2 separate regions of the Oryctolagus cuniculus genome follow, and region 1 is linked to region 2. A link is a contact called in public Hi-C data. All regions are on one chromosome and are shown on one strand. The core of a region is the stretch at or near the end of the contact, and the rest is flanking DNA. Distances in the headings are between cores, read along the strand shown. Region 1 has its middle 290 kb from the start of CLVS1. Region 2 has its middle 99 kb from the start of CHD7.

Region 1 (7,669 bases), core at 4,782-7,281, 410 kb before region 2:
CAAGGAAAATCAAGTCTCACTCAGATTTTCATTCAAAGTTACACCTACTCTTGTGATACAATGAAGTGGAGTTCACCAAATAACATATGTGGCAGCGAGCATCAGAGAACTGGTAAAACTTCTGCAGGATTTGACTTGCATGTGAAATTTGCAGCAACTAAACTCATGGAAGCAGAAAGTACAACGGTGGTGAGAGGCTGGCTGGTGTGGGGACAGTGAGGAGATGCTGGCCAAATGGTGCAAAATTTCAGTAAAGTGGAAAAATATTTTTAAAATCTATTGTACAGCATGATGACTGCACTTAATAACATTGTATATTTCAAAGTTCCTAAGAGAGTAAATTTAAATGTGGTGGATATGTCAATCAGCTTTATTGAATCTTTCCACTTCAGACATTAAAGCAGCATATTGTACCCCATAAATACACCAAGTACAATTTGTTACTTTATAATCAATTGATAGATACAATTGGCAAAGCTTCTTATCTAGGTATCCCAAATATTCCAAGGTCATTTCTGGCTTCTCAGGCTCTGGGTAAGGAATTGTTGACTTCTAAAGCCTGAAGCTGTAGTCCCAGGGTAAAATTCGATATGATCCTAGCTCTGGACTCTCTCCTTGAACTTGTGGTTGACTGGGCAGACCTCACAGAGCTGTCACTGATAAGATGAACAGACAGAGGACTACTTCTCAACCTCAGTGACTCAGTCCAAGGTGCTAAGACAGGGTTTATTTGCAAGATCCAACAACTGGTCACAGAGTTGAAACTTCGGACTATCTTGTTTATGGATATAAATGTCATTTGTATTGTGCTTGTTGAGTAGTAGCCAGTGGCAAAGACCCTATGCAAGCAGAAGTGACACCACAGGTGTTGAGGGAGGTAGGGGTCAACCGAATCTGGCCAATATCATGACCAGGTTGGGAACAGCTCCTCAACAGTGTCATAAGTCCCTGGATACAGAGGTAATGAGGAAAGACCCACTTGCACTTATCACTGGCAGAAGGCTTCCATCCTTGCCTGTGATAGGTCAGGGATGAAGGCATCTCTTGTGGGAAACCCCCTTGGGTCTTTGTTCTCTCCTGGATCCCACTTCTGTTTCTCCCCTCTCTGAGCTATGCCCCTGAAGGCTCTGTCTTACTTGGTCCAGGTCTGTCCATATGCAGAGAAGAAAGGACAGGACTTCCTCCAGTTGGGTACCGTGGCATTCAGCAGGAGAACCCCTGTGTGGTGCTGGATGACATCTCTGGGTCACCCTCCCCACCATCTGCCATGTGACTTTGTATTAACCTCCCCTGTGGACCCTTACTTCCCACCTGTCCATGCTGGGCCCAAGCCTGGGACTTGTTCTAGGCAATGGCAAAATGTAGAGGTAATACAAGCAAAGGGTATATGACTGTACGCTCTTTTGCATGAGAAGAATACACCAGAATCAGAACCATTTGGACCAGAGCTCAGGTCCTCCAACTTGTGAGAACTAAGAAGTGGCTGTACTTTGAAGCTCATGAGATTCAATAGATAATATTTTGAGGAGATGGCTTATCTCCTCACTACAGCCTATTGTGTTGATCAGTTGCACTATGATTTTATTTAATAAAAGATGCCTCAAAGCAAAAAGGCACTGGAAGGAGAAATAAATAAACTCTCATCCCGGATTGAATACATGCATTAGACAACAACTCTGCACCCCATAATATGGATGACTTTGAAAAAATAACGATTCACCTATTCTCTGCCCTGCCTCTGTGGTCTCCCCTTGCAGGATTTCACATGCTAGATGCAAAAATGGAAGAAATACTTCACACAGAGAAGAGTCATCCTCTGGCTTCCTCTCTTCAAAGTCCAACTTTTCTTTACAGTACAGAAACATGCACTGTATCCCCAGATTCCCCAAGGGATAACTGACAAAGACAACAGGCATCAGCCCATTGGTCAACACCATAAGAGGCTTCATCCCATGGGTTACCCACATAGGGTGATCAGAGTGGCTTCAGAAAAAGACTCACACACATAAGTTATCAAAGGCAGAGCAGCAAGACCCTAGTGGAGCAGAGCTTGTCACAGAATCTAGCCTCCACCCTCTTGCTGGTACTTGGTCTGAGAAAATGGAGCATTTGATGACCAAAGGAGGAAGACCACAGAGCAGGAATGTGTGAGCACACAGCTGAGTCCCCCCCACCCCGATCTTCACCTGCTTCCTTCACCCTTGATGCCCTGACTATCCCGCAGGTCTCTGTGTTGCCTCCCAAGTGGACCCAGCCCTGACTTAACCAGAGCAGAGTTTTGTCACCCTTGATACACCATATACTTCCCAGTCCTGGTCTCAGCTTTCCAGGCCAGCTATTTCTGGCTGAGTGATGCAACTTGCTCCCCGTACTCAGTCCTTTAACACACAATGTCTCTGACCCTACATGGATATCATGTTTCCTTGTCTAAAAACCAAATTTCCACCACTGTATTGTCCCTATATTTTATCTCCCCCCCCCCCTTCAGTCTTTCAACCTAAACCCAGGAAACTCTCAGTCTTCTATCTCCTCTATCATACAATCTTTTTTTTTTTACAACTTTTCCTCTGGTTTCTACTTTCACTTAAGATATATACCAGCTCCTGTTTTCTTGCTTCAACTGCATTTTGCTCCTCATGAAACCCCACCTGTTCTATGGAGAATTACATTGGTAAAAGCCACTAATCACCCTGTCCCCATTCTGGACTGAATTATTTATGCCACCCGTGCTGCTAGGTTTCAAGTTCCTCAATGGCCAGGAACTCTGCAATTTGCTTGGTGTATTTCCTTTGCTGTGCACTTCTGTATAATGACAGAATCACAATGTGAAGCCAGAAGGGGTAAAACGACAGTTTTTGTCAAAGGCGCAGAGAAAAATTGGGGTGTTGTGAAATATTCTGATTCTTTTCACTTTAACAGTGCCACAGAAGTCACCCTTTTAGTATTTTGCTCTGGACAAGTCTTGGTGCAGAGACAGACCAAAAAGGATTTTGCGGCAGGGGTCGGGTGGGGCAGGGTCCTCTTCCTTGGGAGAGGGCACAGGTAAGGTTGTACAAAGAGGGCTGCAGATGCCGTGCTACACTAGGGGCTTCCGGATGACTGAGGCCAGACCAGGTATGCCAAGAAAGGAGGTATGCCAAGGAAGGCAAAGCCAGAGTATGTCTCCTGCCTTCCAGTGACTGCCTCATCCCTAGTCCACCCTCATCAGGCCTTCATCTTCAGCCTGAGAACCAGCTGCCTAGGTACCAGCCCTGGCATTTTACCCAGTGCTCTTCTGACAGAATCTCTCCTTCCTCCCTGTGTCATCAAAATTCTCTTCTGTCTGGGGCCGGTGCTGTGGTATTAACAGGTAAAGCCACCGCCTGCAGTACCAGCATCCCATATGGGCACTGGTTCAAGTCCCAGCTACTCCACTTCCGATCCGGCTCTCTGCTATGGCCTAGGAAAGCAGTAGAAGTTGGTCCAAGTCCTTGGGCTCCTGCACCTGCATGGGAGACCGGAAGGAAGCTCCTGGCTCCTGGCTTCAGATCAGTGCAGCTCCAGCCATTGCAGCCATTTGAGAAGTGAACCAGCAAATGGAAGACCTTTCTCTCTCTGCCTCTCCTTCTCTCTCTGTGTAACTTTGCCTTTCAAATAAATAAATAAATCTTTTTTTAAAAAAAAAAAAAAAGAATTATCCTCTGTCAACTATAATAACTTCAATTTGCCAGGTTGCTCAGAACTTTGCAGACTTGGGGCTTAAATAAGCAATCTCATTGAATCCTCACAAGAACCACACAATGACTTCTGTGTTACTATTATCTTCATTCTATGAAGAAACTGGAGCCTTAACAGAGTTCATACCTGGGCCTGGTGGTGTGGCACAGCAGATAAAGCTGCCTTCAGCAGTGCCAGCATCCCATATGGGCACCGGTTCTAGTCCCAGTTGCTCCACTTTCTATCCAGCTCCCTGCTACTGCACCTGGGAAAACAGTGGAAGATGGCTCAAGTGCTTGGGCCCCTGCAGCCCTGTCAGAGACCTGGAAGTAGCTCCTGGCTCCTGGCTTCAAATTGGCCTAGCTTCTGCCATTATGGTCCATTTGGAGAGTGAATCAGTAGAAGAAAGATCTCTTTCTCTATCTCTCCCCTCTCTCTTTCTGTAACTCTGCTTCTCAAATAAATAAATAAATATTTTTTAAAAAGAGAGGGAGAGTTCATTCCTCATCCAAAGTTACAAACCCAGACACAGGTGTACTGTTCTGTGGTTCTCCTTCACTGACTTTAACAAAGTGTTTGGACAGTGTGGCTGAGGAATATGATGACTTCCAGGTGGTAAAAGAGCCATCGTTTTAGACAGGAACCTTCTCAGAACCTTGAAGAACTTGGTATTGGGTGTACAGTACGTGTTCAATAAATATCTGTTGACTAAATGAACAAGCATTCTTTTGGCAGCCTACTTCTCTTCATGGGGTAGAATCGCACCCTATGGTGGATTGGCCACCATATTCTATAAGCCTGGAGGAGGTCAGACTTTGTACAATAAGAACAAATCACTACGTTTGTAGGAATACAAATGTCAAGCGTGCAAAGATGTAGTCACCATTATTCTCCTGCACCAAATATAATCACCTCTCTAGTTCCCCATTTCCACTGATGGAAAAGTTAATCTCGATTGTGACATAGCAGCATTGTGACATAGCAGGTCAACCCGTTACCCAAAACACCGGCATCCGATAGGGGTGCCAGTTCGAGTCCTGGCTGCTCCACTTCTGATCCAGCTCCCCGCTAAGAAGCCTGGAAAAGTAGCAGAAAACAACCCAAGTGCTTGGGCCCCTGTACCCACTTGGGAGACCCAGATGAAGCTCCTGGCTCCTGGCTTCAACCCAACCCAAGCCTGGCCACTGTGGCCATTTGGAAAGTGAACCAAATATAGAAGATACCTCTCTTTCTCTAAATCTGACTTTCAAATAAATAAATCAATCTTTTATAAAAAAGATATTTTTGCCAACCCATGACAACTCAGTGAACTCTAGACCTCTAGACTTTTTCATGAAACATTTTTGTGTAAAAACTCCACTAACTCATAATTCACTCACCCTGCCTTTTCAGTCCCTTATCCCTAAGGGTGATCTAAGTTTCATGGAACAGAGGGGCTGGTGTTGTGATGCAGTGGATTAAGCCACTACTTGTAATGCCAGCACCCCAACATCCCATATCGGAGGGCCTGCAAGATGGTCCAGGTTTTTGGGCCCCTGCCTTCTCTGACTCCTAGCTTCAGCCTAGTCCAGACCTAGCTGTTGTGACCATTTGAGGAATGAACCAGCAGGTGAAAGATTTCTCTCTATCTTTCTCAATCTCTCTCTCTCTGATGCTTTGCCTTTCAAATAAATAAATCATTAAGTTCCACAGAGAGTAATATTTATTCTAAAATGATTTTTGAATGAAATGCATTACACATATGATCCTGTTAAGGCCTAGGTGGAGACAGGTGTGTGAGCCTCTGTGGTCAGCAGAGAGCTGCCTGGCCCAGGTACATGGGCACGTGCACATACACGGTCTATCATTACTGAAGGAGCATTGTCAGCCAATGGAGGCACAGTGGCAGCTTCATGGAGGAGTGCAGAGAAGTCTGGGATTTCTGCAGGGACACCTTAGACGTGAGTCATCTTCTGTACTTCTCCAAATCTAGGACAGGTGTAGGAGGGCCATCCCTCCCAGGAAACTCTCACAGCTCCTAATGCAATTTACAGCAGTCCTAGAATCACACTGACTGGGCCAAGTGGGAATTAAAATCACCCTAGACCTGCACCCGTGGTGTGCATCCTATATTGGTTCAATGTGTTCGTTCCCTTAACTAATATTTTTGTGATTTAACAAAATCAAACTTTATTTCACACACAAGAATTAAGTTCAACTGCAGGGCAGTCCCTTTTGTTTCATGGTTCTCCCATCATCCAGCAGGCAAAGGAAAGGGAAGGATAAAGGCTCCCTTGATTCTTCTAGAAGCTGCTCTCTTGCCCGCCTCCCTCTGTTCTTCCCCACGTTTGACCCAGTTTCCTGCTGTGGCTGCCAGGGCCCTACAGCCACCCAGCTGCTCACAGGGTACCATGCCTCGTTGGCACCAGGTGGAAACTCATGGTGGCCTGAGAGCTTGGAGGTTGAGAGCTGAATGTCAGTGGCAAAAAGACCCAGATGAGAGCCCTCGGCTCTCCTCTTAGCTGCGTAACCTTCAGCTCCTTACTCAACTGGTGGCAACTGTTTGTGAAACAGAGATAGCATCTCCCTCAGAGGGTTGCACCAAGGCACACACAAAGCACATGGAGCTTGCGTTGCATGCTTGATAAACATGAGCCATCCAGTTTATGGCTGTCTCCTACGCCAACTGCATAGGCACAAGAAGCTTGGCCTGAGAATTTACAGATGGGTGACCTTGGGGAAGTTCCTCAACTTCTCTGCCTTGCAGCGCAAGCCTATGTAAAATGAGAGAACGCTGCAAGATCCCCCTGGAGGCCAGAGCAGGCTGACTCCAAAACACAATCAACTCGGGCAGTGGACGGGAAGGAGAAGAAAATCAACCAAAGGTCGTGGTTTCAAACAGAAACTCTGTTCTGGGTTCTCTGCAAATTCTTTGTCAACCAGAACCTAGGGGTGGGCCCCCTGCAGCTTATCAGCGTTTCTTTGGCAAGAGTTTGCTAAAGGAGACTTGGTGAACAAGAGAGCCACATGACCTCAACAGCTACTAGCAGCATTATCTGGCTCAGCAGAGTCAAGACAGTCATTCTGGGACCCTGCCATGAGGGAAACTCACATTGAAAGGCCGAGGGACCTGTAGAATGGAGATAGAGGTGACCTGACACCTCGGCCATGGCCCGGGCATCTTCTACTCTCAATCCTGTGCGTTAATGCCTGGAATTCTAAAAGCCCTGTCGTCACTAATTTATTGGGTATTCATTGTAATTATCTCACTTGTAATGAATTCATTTGGTATTAATTTCGATGTCATACGTACGGTACTTTCATAAGAATTACCGTATGATTCAGCATCAATTAATCTATCTTTAAGTGAAATGTTAACAATCAATTCATATTACGTGGATGCTTAAACCACTGGCAGAGCCTTTATTATAATTACTATTATTTATGAACTGTGCAAGGTATTTTCAAAAATGTGCATTCATGGGTTTCTCTCTCACCTCCTTCTCCTATCTATACATCACAGCTGTCTGGCCAAATAGATTTGTCTAATCAATACCTCACTGTCCTTATCTTTAAAGATGTCACCTTGTGTTTGTGGCTGTTAGCCCGTCATTACACCTAAAGATTTCTGAGTTGCTTCTAGGGCAGAAAAATGTCTTATATTTTTTCACCATATTTATCTCAAGCACCATCCAGATAGGAAAAATGCTGGAATCTTTTCTGTTAAACCATGAAAATATCCTTTTGATTGATTAACACACCTTATCACAGAGTGGTCAATTCACCAATAAAACAAAATCCTGTTTTTAAATAGGAACATTAGAGTTAGATTACCTTGAAGGCAATAATATTTCAAGTCATGTGACTTCATATGAGTGTAGTTGGTATGTCACCACAAGTATCCTGATGACAAGAGAAAAATGAAAAATCATGCAGATATTTGTCATATCCTAACCAGACACTGGGTACTGAACACACCCAGCTCAACAGCTCC
Region 2 (6,867 bases), core at 3,041-5,540:
CTTGAGCCCTCCTGTATCCCTCCCTCTGCTGTTCACGTTCCCTTCTCCTACAAATCGAGCCAAGCAACAAATGAGACTAACGCTGAAAGGGCAGAGCGTGAGGGTGAGGTGCTCAGATGAGAGTCCCTCTCCTCTGCTTGCTGCTCAGGCTTCCTGGAAGGCTGCAAGGAGAAGCAACTGGGGGAACTCTCCACACAGCTCTCATTCCCTGCAAGGAGCAGAGACCCACTCACAAACGTTTCAGGACTAACGTTTTGCTTTCTTATTGGAATTCAATGTCAGCTCCCTTGAGAAAAACTGCATCTTCCACTTAGGTTTCCAATCATACAGGGTGCACTAGAACCTCTGCATACAGTATTCAGTGAAATCTGTTAGGACGGCTAACCTCTGGCCAAAGATTTCAAACTTGGATGAAGACATGTCCATGGGGAATATTTTGCATTCTTAACCTTTGACAGTGAGCATTGAACAAGATACACTTCATTAACTATTTACTTTTTGTTTATTTTTATTAGTTTCCTTCCCACATATAAATATCACGTTACTTATGTATAATGCTTTGAGCATAATAAAAACCTAGATAGCATTGGAATCCCCTTTAAATGTACTTTCATAATGATTTTTTAATATAGGATGCCCCACTCTAATATCAACTATTACCTATAAGCAAATGCAAGTGTATATGAATTCCCCTTAAGAGAATCAAATTTGGTGAAAAGGTAATTTATTTCCTTCTTAGATTTCTCTCTCACTTGTACTATCACGATAAATGTATGTGTATGTTATTTATGTAATTTCCATGAAAACTCAATTATCTCCAAATCTAAAGTAGAATATTATTAGAAACTGCCACTCACCCAAAGCTTTTAAGTTTATGTTATATTTGATTCTCATTTGGTGCTCACATCAGCACTGTTGGTGGTTGTAAGTGATCGCCCTATTCATAAATGTGGAAGTTAAGTACAGGACGTAACTTGGCATAGGAATAAACCTGGCTGACTTGGACCTGAGACTTCAGCTCATGTCCTACCCTGACCACTCTCCCTTGCTCTAGCCATCTCTGTCTACATATCTGCACCAGGTTGCTGGTTTATTTTCAATGCCCAATTAACTCTAAATCTCTGCTAAAATCAACAAATGTAACAAATGGCAATCTTAGATCTCATCTTAAACATGTGTTTCTTTCAAGTGGTCACTTAAACAGGTTTGGCAGGCTTCAATAAAGCTGAAAGGTATTTCCACTATATATGTAATCTTAGAATTAGCTATTAAAAAAAGTTTGATCTTAAACATTTTAAATAAGTCTTTTTGCCACTGTTAATTTGGAACTAACAATTTAAAAAATATTTTCCAAGTAAGCAAGTATATTTGTAGCATGGTTATTAAATCAGAGTCTCTAAAATGTTTTCTAAACTTAAAACCATTCAAGTCTACATACAAAAGAGAAATCACTTCTGTGCACTTATTTTTCTATCATTTGTTTATAACAGTCATTTGGCATGTGCTGTAAACAGATTAGATACATATTTGGAGAATATTTTTCTGTAGAAACAGGAATAATTATAATGCATATTTCCTCTGCTTTAAGTATTGTTTTCATTAAATAAATGGGATACTATTAACTCATATTAATTATAGCAAAAAGCATATGAACAATTTCTTTTTATCTTTTTCTATCAGTACATTATTACTTTACTTTCATAGCTTATTTATTTTTTGCTTATTTTATTAAAGAAACTCTCACCCCTTCTTCTTCTATTTTCCCCCCCACTAAATCCTACTCCCTCCCAGCAAAGTGTAACCAAGCCAGCAGAGGCTGGTTGTACAGTAATGAGAAAACCAACAAGGATCTCCTTCAGAGCAAGGCTGCAGGGAAACAATTTGCAGTAGTTAAGATTTATTCCCCTATCCTCCCCTCTAAATATTACATCGCTCAACAAAGAATTCTTGTTTAACTTTATTGGAAAGTGTGTAGCAGAGCTGTTTAGAAATACTACAGATCTAAAGGTACATATGTTAGCACTGCTGGCTGGGAGTGAGCACAGAAAAACGAGAATTTAAATTTGTTACAATGACATCTCATACAAACAAATGAAAAAATGTTAAAAATACTGGAATTTTTTCCTAAAAAAAGCTAGAATCAGAGTAATTTCTTAATCTATTGATAATTGCTGTCCTTAAAATTAATAATCACAAAGAACTAGAATTCATATCTTTATACCCTTTCTTTCCACTCCTTTCCTCAATCATTATTGGGGCATTAACTTCAGCTCAGTTTTAAAGTTTCGGTGTCTGATCTTGAACACTTCTGCCCATTTGCACTACACAGCGAATCACTGTTCTAGAATTTCATTTCACAACCCACGTATGCTATTTATTTAAAAAGAGGTTTGTAGCGGATTGTGACAAAAACTGTGTCATCTTTCAAAAAAGTTATTCTTACAGAGAAACTTGAAACTACGAAAGCTGAGAACATCAGCAACATAAAACGAATATACCACCTGATGCCTAAAGCACTGCTTATTTTCAGTTCTTGGCGCTTATCACTGTGTATTCTAAAAGGGTTCCTGGGCTCCGACCAGCTCCTGTCAGGGCCATCGTAGGCACTGGGACAACCAGAGTACGATGCAGCCGCTGCCACCGCCAGGCAGGATGGCAGGGGTCGCGGGGCTGGGGGTGCACGGGAGAGGCAGGCGTGTGGTGGGCGCCCCTCACCCTTGCTCTGGGGGAGGGGAGGAAGCCGCTTCCCAAGGCACGGAGCAGACAGGCAAGGGCTGCGGCGGCTGCAAGGGACTTGGCACGTCGGGAGAACCGAAAGCAACTCAGGTGGCCTGGAATCGAGGCCTGGAATCGGGAGGAGTGGCCCGAGGTGAACGGTCCAGCCCCGGACGAAAGCGGAAACAGGATACGCAGGGCCTTAGAGAGCGAAGGTAAGGAGACAGGGCTGAGGGCCACAGGGAGCCCTTCAAAGATCTGAAAAGACAGCAACACGATCGCACGTACACAAAGCACCTGCAGGCTGCACTGTCGAGGAGGGGGAGGGCAGAGCCGACGGTGCGTGACCGGCTAAGCGCGGTCGTCCAGGTGGGACACGCTGGTGGCGCACGGGGTCAGCCGCAGCGTGGTGGGGGCGGCAACCAGACGCCTAGAGGTCTGGGTGTAAGACGGTTCCCAGAGCGGCCGGGACCGGGGTGAGGGTCGGCGGGTGCTGAAGACCAGGCCGTGGGGCCGCTGTCGCCGAGACGGGCAACGCCGCAGGGTCGGCGGGAAGGTGAGCAGCCGTGGCGTATAGAACGCGTAGAATTCGGAGACTTCTGGGGCACCCGAGTTAGACGTGCCTGGGCTTCTGGACAGCGGTGGTGTGGGGGCGGGAGGACGCCCCGGGGGTGGAGGAGCCCGCGGGGCGCGCACACGGTGCAGACAGCTGGCGGGGAAGCCCGCCCGCGGCCCGGCCTGGGGTGGGGGGGTGCTCTGCTCCTCGGCGCTGCACACACGCGCGGAGCTCTGAGACAGGGAAAAGGAGAATTTGGGCTAGGGGCTCGTTCGTGGTCGTCAGGCAGCAGAGCGTGCAGAGTAACGCCCCAGTCAGAACACCCGCAGCGCTCCCCTATTAACTCCATGCACCCGACTGTTCAAACTCAGATGCGTTCCCAAAACTTTGGCTCACACGGACGGATCGTACTTTTCAAATGCTTTTTGTTCTTCCTTCTCCCAACCCCTCCTGATAAAATGTGAACAACGTTTAATTTTTAATAACCAGCATCAGCCATTAAATATATTATTTAAAAAAATAGAGCAGAGGAAAACGTCTTGGAACGTCTCTCTCCCCAGTGAGCGCACCACGTCTCTGAAGTTCTCTGTCCTGCATAAATAAACGCTGACAGCTCCTGGCTGCACGGGTATTAACTCAGCACATCCACGCCGGTGTTCCTATCCCCGGGACGTGCCCGCTCCCCCTGGGCCCTCCCTCGGCCCGCTCCCTGCCCTCCTCCGGCCGCACCACCTGCTCCGGGCACCTCCCCCTTCGCCCGCCCGCCCGCGCCGGTTCTCACGCGCGGCCCACACCCCTCCCCGCCGCTCCCGCCCCTTGCACTTCCGCAGGTCCTCCGAGTCAGCGCCCCCCGGCTCCGCGCCCGGCTCCCCAGCTCCGCCGGCCCGGCGGCGCTTCCCCACCCGCCTCCGGCCGCTGCGCCCCCCACGAAGTTCTCCCGGCAGCTCGGACTTCGAGGGCGGGCCTGGCCTCCGAACTCTGATTGGCTGCCTCTGCGTCGCCCCGCCCCCCGAGCACGCGCAGGAGGTGGGGCGGGGCCCAGGCGGGCGCGCGCTGCGCGGCCCCGCGGGCGGAGCGTCCGTGACCCGCGTGCCGGCCCCGGGGGCCCTGCCCGGGACTCTCTGAGGCTGTGGCGGCGGCGGGGAAGCCCCAGGCTAGGCGGTTGTGTTCCCCGAAGGTACCCCCGTCTTGCCCGGCGGCGTTCCTCAGCCGCAGCGAGGCGGGCGTCCCCCGGCGGGACTGGGAACTGCCCGAGGGGCCGTCGCTGTTGCCAACTCGGTAGCCCGGATGTCGCTGCCCCCCGCGGCGGGGCCGCCGACGCGCGTCTGGGCCCCGGGAGGAGGATCGTCTTAAAGGGACAGCGCCGTGTTCGAAGCGGAGAGGGCTACGCGTCCTGCCCTCTGTGCACGACCCCTACCCCTAGGGGACGCCGCAACGCCCGTCGCCCCTAGCCCTTCCTCCGGGCCCCGCGCAGTTGGAGGACGGCGCGCCCTGCCCCGGAATGGCTGCGGACGGCCTCGCCGAGAGCAAGCTCGTCTCCGGCCGGAGCCCTAGCCGGTGGCGCCGGCGGGGCCGGAAGGCGCCGGCCTGTGATTGGCCGAGGCCGCCGTGAATGCAGGACATTGTCTGGTGGCGGCCGTCTCTGTCCTTCCCCCGCCGCCCTCCTCCGATCAAAATGGGTGCGGAGCGAGGGTCCCTCACGGCGCCGAGCCCACCGACCCAGGGCTCCTTGCGGTGTTGGGAACGCCGCGGTGGGAAAATGCTAACTTTTCTGATACCACCGGTTCCGAGTGTGGCGTTGAAGGTGATGTTTCAAAATGCAAAATCGTCCTCTGCAAGGAAATAAAACCATTGTTTGACATGAAGGGTTCGTTGCTCAAATAAGTGAAAAGGGGCAACTGTCACAAACAGCTTGCCTCGGTCTTCAGGCTTCCTTTAATCGTGACCCTTGTGTAAATTTAAGCAAAATTACGTATTTCCTTGTCCTAGACAGTACAGCCTTTCCAGATGTTAGTTTCCATATATATGAAGGGAGGGCGCTACTCTGCATAGCTTTCAAAGTTTGCGCCCGTTTTTAAAATAATTGACTCTAGGCTATCTTGATAAAGCCTGTGTATTGGATTACATCTCCAGGCTTTGGAACCCATGAGAGCTTGATATCATAGGTTTCCTCATGTGGGACAGTTACTTACGTGGGGCTTCAGTCTTCCAGAGTGTGATCGAAGGAAAATTAGTGGAGAAATGTGTGGAGATCCATCAGTTGTTTGTGTGAAGAGGAGGCTTATGGTTCATCCTATGGAAGTTTTCTAGGTAATGGAACATGATAATAAAGAAGAGCCATCGTCCTATTTGGTTCCCATTATCAAAGGGGTAGAAAGATGGCGAGGTATAGGAGACTTTAGGTAACAGCAGCAGAAATGGAAAATGTTCACAGAATTCTAAAGAAAAGAAACTTGCTATTTGTTTTTTCAAAAAGCTGGATAGGAAAAAATTATTGTTAAGACATATGCTGATAGAGATGTTTTTAGCTTCACTTCTGTGCCTTCTTCAAAAATTAAATTGAGTAATCAAGAATTAAAGACTTGGAAATGACAAACAAATGAAGGAAGGAACGCTTCCAGAAAGAGATAAATTTAATGACATGATTCATTGCAAGACACATGACCTCATTTCTTACTAGAGGGATTTCCACTAAATCAGATTTGGTGTTAAATAAATTTACAGACTGTCCTTAAAATTTATACTAATGTGATATGTCTTTTTTTCCCTTAAGTGTAGAAAACAGAAGAGCTGCAAGGAAAATCTAAAACATTGTTGCAGCTCCCTCAAATGCCACTTCTGAACTCCACCCTCACTAGTTATCATACAGGAATTTTCAAAAAAGCAGAAATAATCATCATAATGATTCTAGCATTCCCTTGAAGTCAGAAATAAGCAGCTGTGTGAGGGTAACAAATTTGTTTTTATTTACACTTCTAGCATTTATTATTATGAGTAAACATTTGTTATTGAATGCATCATTACATTTAGAGATTAAGCTGAGTAAAAATTGTTTTTAATAGACACAGCAGGTAAGTCTTCGAATAGTACATTGGGCATACATATTATAAAAAATTATGTGTGGATTTCAAAATTCTTTTGAACCTAAAATATTTTTTAAAGATTGATTTATTTATTTGAAAGGCGGAGTTACAGAGAGGCATAGGCAGAGGCGGAGAGAGAGCTTCCTTCTGGTGGTTCACTCCCCAAATGACTGCATGGCTGGAGCAGGGCTGATCTGAAGCCAGGAGTCAGGAGCTTCTCCCAGGTCTCTTAGGTAGGTGCAGGGGCCCAAAGCACTTGAGGCATTTTTTTTTTTTTTTTAAACAGGCAGAGTGGACAATGAGCGAGAGAGCCAGAGAGAAAGGTCTTCCTTTTCTGTTGGTTCACCCTCTAATGGCCGCTGCGGCCGGCGCATTGCACTGATCTGAAGCCAGGAGCCAGGTGCTTCTCCTGGTCTCCCATGGGGTGCAGGGCCCCAACACTTGGGCCATCCTCCACTGCACTCCCAGGCCACAGCAGAGAGCTGGACTGGAAGAGGAGCAACTGGGACAGAA

What was found. Hi-C and Micro-C count contacts between places; a contact is called where the count stands out from the background.
Region 1: a Hi-C map of psoas muscle shows a contact between it and region 2, with 3 times the contacts expected there. The contact joins two enhancer-like sites. A contact is called at or near these places in 4 of 6 Hi-C or Micro-C datasets (ear pinna, psoas muscle, skin fibroblasts and 1 more).

What each region holds. Positions count from the first base shown.
Region 1 is chr6:86,428,368-86,436,036 of mOryCun1.1, reverse strand. No RefSeq gene overlaps it. Among named protein-coding and RNA genes, the nearest start is that of CLVS1, 290 kb to the left of the region's middle. Within about 2 kb of position 6,031, at least 1 of the 8 cell types and tissues checked has an H3K27ac peak or open chromatin away from gene starts, as enhancers often do. A contact at or near this core is called in ear pinna, where this site is marked.
Region 2 is chr6:86,017,709-86,024,575 of mOryCun1.1, reverse strand. No RefSeq gene overlaps it. Among named protein-coding and RNA genes, the nearest start is that of CHD7, 99 kb to the left of the region's middle. Within about 2 kb of position 4,290, at least 8 of the 8 cell types and tissues checked have an H3K27ac peak or open chromatin away from gene starts, as enhancers often do. A contact at or near this core is called in ear pinna, where this site is marked.